2 separate regions of the Sus scrofa genome follow, and region 1 is linked to region 2. Evidence: chromatin contacts called from public Hi-C data. All regions are on one chromosome and are shown on one strand. The core of a region is the stretch at or near the end of the contact, and the rest is flanking DNA. Distances in the headings are between cores, read along the strand shown.

Region 1 (5,009 bases), core at 1,352-3,851, 150 kb after region 2:
CGTTATAAGACCAGTCAGACCTGCAGCAGCTCCCTCCTCCCTTGAAATAAGCCCAAGTCCTTACCCTTAGCATCACAGGCCCTTTCTGATCTGGCCTAGAATTACCTCTTATCCTCTTTTCTTCCCATCCTTTCCCGATGCTGTTCTTTGAAAATGCCTTTTCTGTTCCCTCCCTCACCTCTTTAGGACATTTGTTCAAACAGCACAAGGCTCTCCCTCATACACCTACTATAGTCTCACCACCCCCCACATTCCCTCTTCCCTTTTCCTGCCTTATTCTTCCCCACAGCCTTATTTCCATCTAATAGGGTTGCTTGATAAAAGACAAGACGTCCAGTTAAATTTAGATTTCAGATAAATAACGCATAATTCTTTAGCATAAGTATATCCCAAATACTGCATGAGATATACTTACACTGAAAAAATTATTTGTTGCTTCTCTGAAATTCAAACTTAACTGGGCATCCTGTATTTTTATTTGCCAAATCTGGCAACTCTCTCATCTAACATGCTGTTTCATGTATTTGTTCACTGTCTCTCTCTACCACTCCCCTTCCCCCCAAACTTGGCCCTTAGAATATAAATTCAATGAAAGAAAGTATTTTTAGTCTGCTTTGTTCACTGCTGAATCCCCAGCAGCTAAAACAGCCACTCCTACATAACAGATGCTCAATATTCATTGAACGAATGAAGAAAGTGATCCCACTCGCTCAGTCTGACCATCTCCAGCCTCTGAGTATCTCTGAATTGCTGTGGTTGTTTGAAAGTTGTTTCTCAAATCGGTTCCACTCTAACTGCCCCTCTGGATTCTGAGTCATTTAGTTCAGCAGAAGTGCAGAGGCTGAGTTCCTGCTGTAGGATTCTGTCTATCAAAGAAGAGGAGAAAAGGAAGGGAGGGAGCCCCATTGACCAGGAGCCCTGGAGGAGAGTGCTCTGAGAAGAGTGCTCTGCTTCGGAAGCACAAACACAGCCACCCAGATGACCACTCAAAGAGGACTTACTCCAGGTTTACTTGTCTTAAGGTTTCCTGCATTTCCCTGGGGGTGGGGGGGGGGAAGGGGGGAGCATTTCTATCTCTTCTAATTGCATTTTCTTCTGTCTGGCTTACTTTTGCATTTTCAGTGCGGATGACTCATTTGTTACTTCCCTTTCACCTTTTTAACACACACACACACACACCTTTCCCCCTGTGTATAGTCACTACTCCCACGCACCCGCGCTGCAGCCCCACAAGCAGTTACTAATCGTCCCCTGGATGAACCTGGGGGAGGGTGGGGGCTGGGGGTTCTGGACGGTGTGGTCTCCGAACATGCTGCCTCTATGCTACCGCAGGATCAGCTCTGGGAGCATAGACGAGGGACACCAGAGGGCAGAGAGGTCCTTTCTCCACCCAACCCCACTGCAAAATTTCTTCGGAACAACACAAGCTTCTGGAAATTCCCTACGGAAAATACAAGCCTATTATAAACACAATTAAAGGGAAATTGCTGGGAGAACATTTAGCAAAACTGTCTAACAGCTCCCAACTTTTGAATTAAAGCGTACAGAAAATTGCAGAGTTCCATCTATTCCGCACACGGACAAGTGCTCCCCTGCTGTTCTGATCTGGAAAATAAAACGCCCCCAAACTCTGCCATTTAACTCTCAAATACGCCAAAACTTGCATCCGGCAAGCATCTACTTCATGGAACCCCCCAACCAATGGGTGGAAGTGCTGCCTACCTAGAGAGAGCTTCCCAGAAAGGGCTCCTCTCTTTCTTGGCTGGGGAGCAGTGGTTAGGAAAAGCCGCTTTTAGCGATCTATTTGTCACTGCCTGGAGATCCAGCACGTAGTGACTGCTTACTGGGCTACAAATGTGACATCACCCCGCCACTTCTTTTGCTGCTTAAGAAAATCCTGCCAGAGATAAAGTCTAGCTCACAGCTCTCCACTCAGTGTGGAAAACGCACCCCCCCCCCAAGAAATCCGCCTTTTCTGTGCCAGGCGCCCAGTCTCCAGTTATAAAAAGCAGCAGCCCGCGGCGAGGGACACGCGGAACCGTAACTCCATCTTTGAATGAGCCTGTTACTTACCCTGCATCTGTCTGCTGTCTGCTGAGTAAGGAAGGCTCGGCTCACATTTCTGGCTTTCATTTTCCTCCATTGTCCCTGCCCTACGGCCCAAGCTCCTCGCTGGTTTTTAAACTTCAGAGCGCAGTTCTGAAAAGGCTTCCAGAAAGCGCCTGGAAGGGGGCCCGGGGGTGGAGAGGAGGGGACGGTGCGAAACCCCACCCCAAACTATTCTCCACTCCGGTGCAAAGTCTCTCTCGCTGGGGAAGATTGCATTCCAGCGCCGGGCCTCCCGCGTCCCAGCGCGCGCGTCCCCGCGTCCGTCCGTCCGTCCGTCCGCCCGCCCGCGGGGCCGGTCCCGGAGGAATGCGGGTTATGCCCCGGCCGGCCCCGCGCCGCGCGCTCCTGGAGGCCCCAACAGGTGATGGGCGCTCCTGCCCGGGACCCACACTGCCCGCTTCCCCCGCCGCAAGCCGCGGCGCCTCGGCAGCCAGGGAGGCCAAACATTGCACAGGATCGCCGGCGGGAGCTTTGCTGGAAGCCGGTTCTCTGGCCTCTAATCTCAGACACAGAATCAGCCTCCCCAATAGGCTGGGAGACAGAGAAATAAACAGCCAACTGCAGAACGTCCCAAATTTCAGCGAAATCTCTTTGAAAAAGAACAATAAGAAAGGGTATATGCTGCTTTGTACTTAAGTAAACTCTTTGCGCAGCAACTGTTTAGAGCTTGATTAACACACACGGAGGCAGCTGATTTTTCACACAGTCAATTTCAATCTCTTCAGCTGGATTTCTAAGTTTGTGCTCAGCTGCCTACATGCTCTCGACTCTTCCCCCTCCCCCAACACACACGTTGATCACAAATCTGAAAAGTAAACGAGAAAAAGCAACCTTTTGAAGCTCTCATCCAGTTAATGACTTTAAAATATCTGAAAGGCAATTAAAATGCTTTTCTTCTGATGGGCCATTACATCCACCGTACTTACTCTCCTTTTAAACTACCTACAAATATTTATTTTGTTCTTTACTCCGTCCTTGAAACCCTGGCAAATTTCCCAGAAAGTGAACATAGGAGGCTCAGTGTCCACAAAAAAAAAAAAAAAAAAAAAAAAGGAGGGGTCTATAATCCGAGCATTGGTGCTGTTATTTCAGATATGGACAGGTAACATGCTCTGTGGTCGGAAGAGCATGATATGTTCATCTGTAGGCACCCCAGCATCTGCGAGGAGACAAGGACAATGGTTAGCCTGCTGACCATAACTTGACCCAGTTCACAGGCCATTCGGGCAAGGTTTTAAATTAATTTAGATGAAGAATGTGTGCAGAACAATGGCTGGCCTCTTCTCCAGATTCCGACCTCGAGTCACCTGTGTGTTTTGGCAGTGGGAGGGACATATTTTGGCCATTTAGGACCAAAATGATGCGGAAGTCTCGTAAGGGACAATGGAAAGTAATCACGCCAGGAAGTGAGCTCAGCTCACATCAGGAAGCAAAGAACAGACCCCTCAACTCCTAAAAGGATTTTTCTTGAAACCCCAGAAAATCGGGTGGGTGGATCTCCCAGAAGGTGAAAGCCAAGGCTGGCAGCCGAAGGCAGGCAGTGGCCTTGACGGGGCAGACAACTCAAGGACTCCACGACTTTGCAACAGGATGATGTGGTAATCTTGCTTTAAGGAGCCACTAATCTTGCACAGTTTCTGCACTGGTGGCCTGCGGCCAAGGCCAGAGGAATCTCCTTTTAACCTCTTTGCTCAGGTACATAGTGTTCCTGAAGGAGGGGTCTGTGTTCAAGCCCCCAGGTCCAGATTATCTGGATCCGTGTATAACTGCTTTGTACTGGTCTTTACGTTATTAACGCCAGAAAGGATAGGGGCAGGGTACAGACAGAGATAGAGCAACGTTGCAGTGCCAGATCCGCCTAAACCAGATGGGCTTTGGGCTCTGACTTAACCAACCCGACTTGACCTGGCATGTGAAGAGCCTGCTCCTGGCAGTTTCTACCTGTCACCTGACACTGCACAGAGGCCAAAACCCCAGGACGAAGGAGCGAGCGAGGGCAATCCTCAAGACCCAGCAGCACCCGGCCCTACCTGGGGCCCTTCCCGGCAGGCTCAGCCCAGGCAGAAAAGATCCATTTTCAGATGCAGATTATGCTTGCCCGGTTGGGGCAGGGTGGGGCTGGGGAGGAAAAGTGTGACAGCAGATTAGCGCTCTTGTTGATTCCCCGATAAGCAAAATGGGGGCAGCTCGCCCACCCATCCTGAACTCTGCTTCGTTTCCAGGCAGCCCAAGGAGCCCCCGATGTGTACCCCATGTCTCAGCTGCTCGAACCTTCTCGGCCCTGGACGGGCAAAGCAGACTGCTGTTTCTGTAGACATTCCTCAAAGCAAAACTCTTTGGGGAAGGCACAAAAGAAAAGGGCATTAGCAGTCAAGATAATTACCACAAATCATTAAGGACCATGAAATCTACATATACACTTACAGTAAAACACAGTCTCTTGACCAGTCTCTGACGAAAAGCTGCTCTTGTACTAGTTACTGGTCCCTTTGGTCCTGGAGAACTGGAAACGAACACAGTTTGAGACGGCTCTGTCCTAATGCCATGGCACTGACTATTCTATACATCTCTCTTCCCAAAGCACACAGCCCGGACTAAGAAACTTTTCGCTGATTGTCGGTTTCTGAGAAGGGTCTCTGGAAAACAGTAACGCTATTCTACAATCTGTTTTAGCTTAGTAATTCAGAGCTTCATGAAAAATACTGTTATTGTCATTGCTGTTACTGTGGAGATGTTCTTTCTGGAAGAAGGTTATTTGAACCAGAAGTACACGATGCTTTTTGGTTTAATTTAATTTCTGGGTTAAAAAACTGCAATCACCAACCAAGCTGCCTACTGCCAGACTTTCAAATTTGCTGTGAAAAGCAGAAGGCAAAAGGGAAGAACTTGAAATGTGATTT
Region 2 (4,973 bases), core at 1,455-3,954:
GGTCTCTACATGGACCTACATTTTCTCAGGATTACCAAATGAAACGCACAGGAAACTTGTTCACTTCTCTCCAGGCTCCATCTGTGTGGAAAATGTTTTGAGCCCTACAGGTTTTGAGCCTGACAGTAAGAACGCAGAGAAAGGAAAGCAGATTTTATTAGGCCACTCACACACTCCAGTGAAATCAAGTGTGGAGAACTTAGAGGCCTGATTTATGGATGTGACTATAAACTAGAAAATTGTTCCTAAAAAAGAAAAAAAAAAAAAAAGTCGGGTGGGAAAAGAGCCGAAGGTCTGTGAGTCACTTCAGAGAATTATGACCCTCCAGTACGTGCGTGATCTGTACAACGAGGTTACATCACGATGAAGGGAAACGTAAGTGGAAAAACGACAGCTCACCAGCACAAGGAAACAGCTGGAACGGCAAAGTTAACAATGCTGTAAAAATTAAACAGAAAGACACTCTGATTACCTCAAAGACTCCTAATAAGTCCAGCAGCTATTTTTTTTTTTTTTTTTTTTTTTAGGGCCATACCTGAGGCTGTGGATGTTTCCAGGCTAGGGGTTGAATTGGAGCTGCAGCTACTGGCCTACACCACAGCCACAGCAACGTGGAATCCAAGCCACATCTGTGACCTACGCTGCAGCTCACAGCAACACCAGATCCTTAACCCACCGAGCAAGGCCAGGGATGGAACCTGCATCCTCATGGATACTAGTCAGGTTCATTACCATTGAGCCACAAGGGTCACTCCCCAGTGGCTATCCTAAGAGGAAACTACAGATGTTACTGTTTTCCTGAATGGTACTTGGGATCTCTTTGAAATGCTAAGTGTGGCTGGAAGACAAAGGCATTCAACAGTTTCTTTCCTAATAAAGACAATGCTGGTGAGCCAGCGAGCAGCTGATGGGGAGTAACAAACCCGGGGACCTGACTGATGCCCAGGAGTGGCAGAGAAAACCAAGAAGGACCAACAAACATACAGATTCATACCAGTGAATGATGAGGGACACTGATTTTCTTTCTTTTGCTGTGTCTCTGAGTTTTCTATACAAAAGAGAGTTAGATAATAACATAAAAAGAAATGAGTATGGTTAAGGTGACAGAAGTGAAATGTAGAGAGCAACAACGAGAGAGAAACTGCAAAAAAGTGTTGGAGAGGGTCAGATTTTTTTAAACACAAAAAGATCTGGTTTTGTTCAGCAATCGGGAATTTTCTTTTTCTTTTCTTTCTTTTTATTTTAGGGCCACATAGTGGCATATGGAGGTTCCCAGGCTAACAGCTGAGGCAAGGCCAGATGCAAGCTGTGTCTGCCACCTACACTACAGTTCATGGCAACGCTGGATCCTTAACCCACTGAGAGGGGCCAGGGATCAAACCCCTGTTCTCATGGATACTAGTTGGGTTCGTTAACCACTGGGCCACAACGGGATCGCCAAGCAATTGGGAATTTTCTGATGTCAGTTTACCTTTACTTAACTTTTGACTCTTGGGGGGCAGTTTACCTGTTGGAAGACTAACTATGGTTAAAGAAAATGCATTCAGGGAAAAAATAATAAGATCTAGTGAAAGCACATCTATGTTAGGGGCTCCCTAGAGCTTGTCACAATAATCACTGAGGTGTCCACCACATCTTCTGACTCAGAGACCTAATTGCCAGAGCCTTCACTCAGATTTTTATTCATGTTTCTAAATTTACAGAAGCTTGTTTCCTCTTCCTCCTCTCTTACTGTCAACTGTCTTGTTCTTTGCTTTACAAGTGGAGAATTATCACTATTGGTTTCCACTAAGGTCAAGATTCAAGCCACGCACAGTGCTATTTTTATCAATTTCTGGAAGCCTACTACTTACTGTCTTCCTGCTTCTGAAGTCACGTGGTAATGATTTAACTTCCTTAAGCCTGACTTTCCTTATCTGTAAGTGGGGATGTTAATAGTATTTACTGTGTTTGGTTGTTGTGAGGGTAAATTGAGATTGAGGAATGCAGGGCACGGCACACAATTCTTGGCACAGACCAAGAGTGAAAATGGTAGGGACTTGAAGCTTTTTAAAAAAACATATTGCATTATCAAAAAGATGCTTTACTTTAACATATAAGCAGGCAATACCCTTAATTTCAAAAAAAATTTTTTTTTTTTGTCTTTTGTCCTTTTTAGAGCTGCACCTGCGGCATATGGAGCTTCACAGGCTAGGGGCTGAATTGGAGCTGTTGCTGCTGGCCTATGCCACAGCCTCAGCAATGCCAGATCCAAGCCGTGTCTGGGACCTACACCACAGATCATGGCAACGCCGGATCCTTAACCCACTGAGCAAGGCCAGGGATGGAACCTGCATCCTCATGGATCCTAGTCAGATTTGTTTCTGCTGAGCCATGATGCAAAAAAAATTAAAAAAAAAAATTTTTTTTTTTTTAAATAAGAGACCTGGAATTTGTCATCTAATGATTTGTTCTTGATGTTCTGATTTGTTTCTACCTTGAAAAGGCTTAGCGTTGAATATGAGTTGCATAGATATAGATGACTTTAAAACAAAAGGAGAAAATATATTTTATTCATTTGAGAATCTTAAAAATGCGGAGAGCAAAAAGATTATATCTAAAGGAATTGCCTCTGTCACTTGTAATCTTGTTTTGTTTTCTCATGTTGATTAGTGTCCGTTGTACCACGAGGGGGCGCCTTGAACTTAGCAAGTACAAAAACACAGTGTTGCTAGCATGACAGAAGGAAGCAGCTGAAATCCCCAATTCAGGAGGAAACAAGACACACTCCACATGGACTGCTTTGCCTCGGTCTTCGCCCTCTTCAATATCTCTCACAGGGCCCCTTGTACAAACTCACTTTGGCTTCAAAGTGTAACCAGTGTTTGAAAAAACCACCACTCGTATAGTTAATACCAGTGACAGAAGGGAAAGTGAATGATTTAAAATTAGTAGCCACTGTGACACACAACTAAAGAACCCAATAAAAGCAAATGCTGGGGAAACCATCTTAGAAATAATTTTATCCTGAAGACACAGTGATCTCTGGATCCCAAAGCAATTTTGGGTTATTTGGAGTTAAAAAAACTTGAGAAACCTAATTGTAATATAATTCCTTTTCTTTCTTTCTTTCTTTTTTTTTTTTTGCTTTTTAGGGCTGCTCCTGAGGCACATGGAAGTTCCCAGGCTAGGGGTCTAATCGGAGCTACAGCTGCCGGCCTATGCCACAGCCACAGCAACACTGTGTGACCTACGCCACAGCTCACAGCAATGCTTGATCGCTGACCCACTGAGCGAGGCTAGGGATCGAACCCACATCCTCATGGATTCCAGTCAGATTTGTTTTCGCTGTGCCACAACGGGAACTCCCTAATTCCTTTTCTAAAAATGTTTAAAATATTAAAGATAGAATAAAATTAGGTGGACTTGTGAGACTGTAAGTCATGCTAAGATTTATAATTGATATAACAATGATATTGACCCCTGAACTTGAGCAGTTAGAGACACACCACCACTGCCAGACTCTTACCCCCATGTAGTTGAAAATCTGTGTGTAACTTTTGACTCCCCAAAACTTAACTACGAATAGCCTGTTGTTGACCAGAGCTTTACTGAAAACATAAACAGCTGATTAACACATATTTTGTATGTTATATATATATATCAGTATAAATTTTATGCATTCATGACATACCTTTTTCTTTTTTTTTTTTTTTTTTTTTTTTTGGTCTTTTTAGGGCCACACCCATTGTATATGGAAGTTCCTAGGCTAGAGGTCAAATTGGAGCTGCAGCTTCCAGCCTACACCACAGCCACAGCAGGGCGGGATCCAAGCTGCACCTGTGACCTGCACTGTAGCTTGCAGCCACACAGGATCCTTTAACCCACTGAGTGAGGCCAGGGATCAGACTGGCATCCTCCTGGATACTGGTCGGATTCTTAACCAGCTAAGCCACAATGGTTAAGGATAAAAAGTCATCAAAAAATTATCCTCTTAATGTTTTGCTATTTCTAGGCTCTGTGGTTCTTCTGCAAATTTTTAAAAAAAATATTGCAAATCTCCTAAAAATGTCCAATATATTAATTGAAAAAAATCCACGTATAAGTGGACCCATGCAGTTCAAACCTGTACTGTTCAAGGGTCAACCGTAATCTTAAAATATAGGATGAAGTCTGAGGACTCTGAAGGATAAACAAAAAAGGCTGCAACATGTAACATAAAGAGTTCAGGGTAGAAATCTTAAGAATTTCTAATCAAGTAAGAATCCTAAGAAATCTTAAGAACTTCTAATTAACTAAGAATCCCAAGAAATCTTAAGAATTTCTAATTAACTAAGATGCCGAAGTCATTCTGTCGTGAATTTAGGACAGTAATGGGAATGCAACTTTTGGAAAGAAAACTGGGCATGAGCCTCAATTTCAGCATTTAATATCTGTGAGAACTTGGGCACGCTGCCTCAGGCCGTGTTTCTTGGAAAAGCTGCCTTCTCTGGTCACGTGCAGTTTCTTCATCCATAAGATAGTGGAGACAGTAATAATAAGGCTTATCTTACACTTGCTGTATGAAATAAGATAACTTATGAAAAATGCTAACGCCAGTGCCTAAGCTACAATAAGGCAGCACCTGGCTTAGTAAGAGCCTGATCAATACAAGATCGCTGCTGCTCCTGTGCAGTATGTGGCCGAGGGAAGCGTCTGAACCTCTCTGTGTTTGTGTTCTCAGGAGTCCAATGGTGGGAAGGAGTCTGATTTAAAACCAAAACCCAAACCAAATCAACTTAGAATATGTACGCACACCATGGAATGCCATTCTTCAAAGGAGTGGGTTTGCAAGGTCACACAACTATTTCTATGACTTTGCCATTGTCTGCAACACACAGAGTACGAAGTAAGCAAGCAAACTTGCCACATGCAGGGCGGACATTCAGCCAGCGCTCCCTGTAGCTGCACTATCATGGTTTGTGGCCATGGTTCCTATTGGGCAGCCTGGGCTA

What was found. Hi-C and Micro-C count contacts between places; a contact is called where the count stands out from the background.
Region 1: a contact with region 2 is called in a Hi-C map of liver, with 2.1 times the contacts expected there. The contact joins the promoter of KIAA1217 here to the enhancer-like site in region 2. A contact is called at or near these places in 18 of 47 Hi-C or Micro-C datasets (alveolar macrophages, brain, embryonic fibroblasts and 12 more) and 1 of 2 datasets of contacts at active chromatin or transcription factors (skeletal muscle).

What each region holds. Positions count from the first base shown.
Region 1 is chr10:51,029,409-51,034,417 of Sscrofa11.1, forward strand. It overlaps KIAA1217 (sickle tail protein homolog), which reads right to left and starts at 2,602. Exons shown (of 22, transcript XM_021064229.1): 1 at 2,074-2,602. The coding sequence starts at 2,143.
Region 2 is chr10:50,882,222-50,887,194 of Sscrofa11.1, forward strand. All of the region lies in intron 2 of KIAA1217 (sickle tail protein homolog), which reads right to left. Among named protein-coding and RNA genes, the nearest start is that of KIAA1217, 150 kb to the right of the region's middle. Within about 2 kb of position 2,705, at least 5 of the 83 cell types and tissues checked have an H3K27ac peak or open chromatin away from gene starts, as enhancers often do. A contact at or near this core is called in liver, where this site is marked.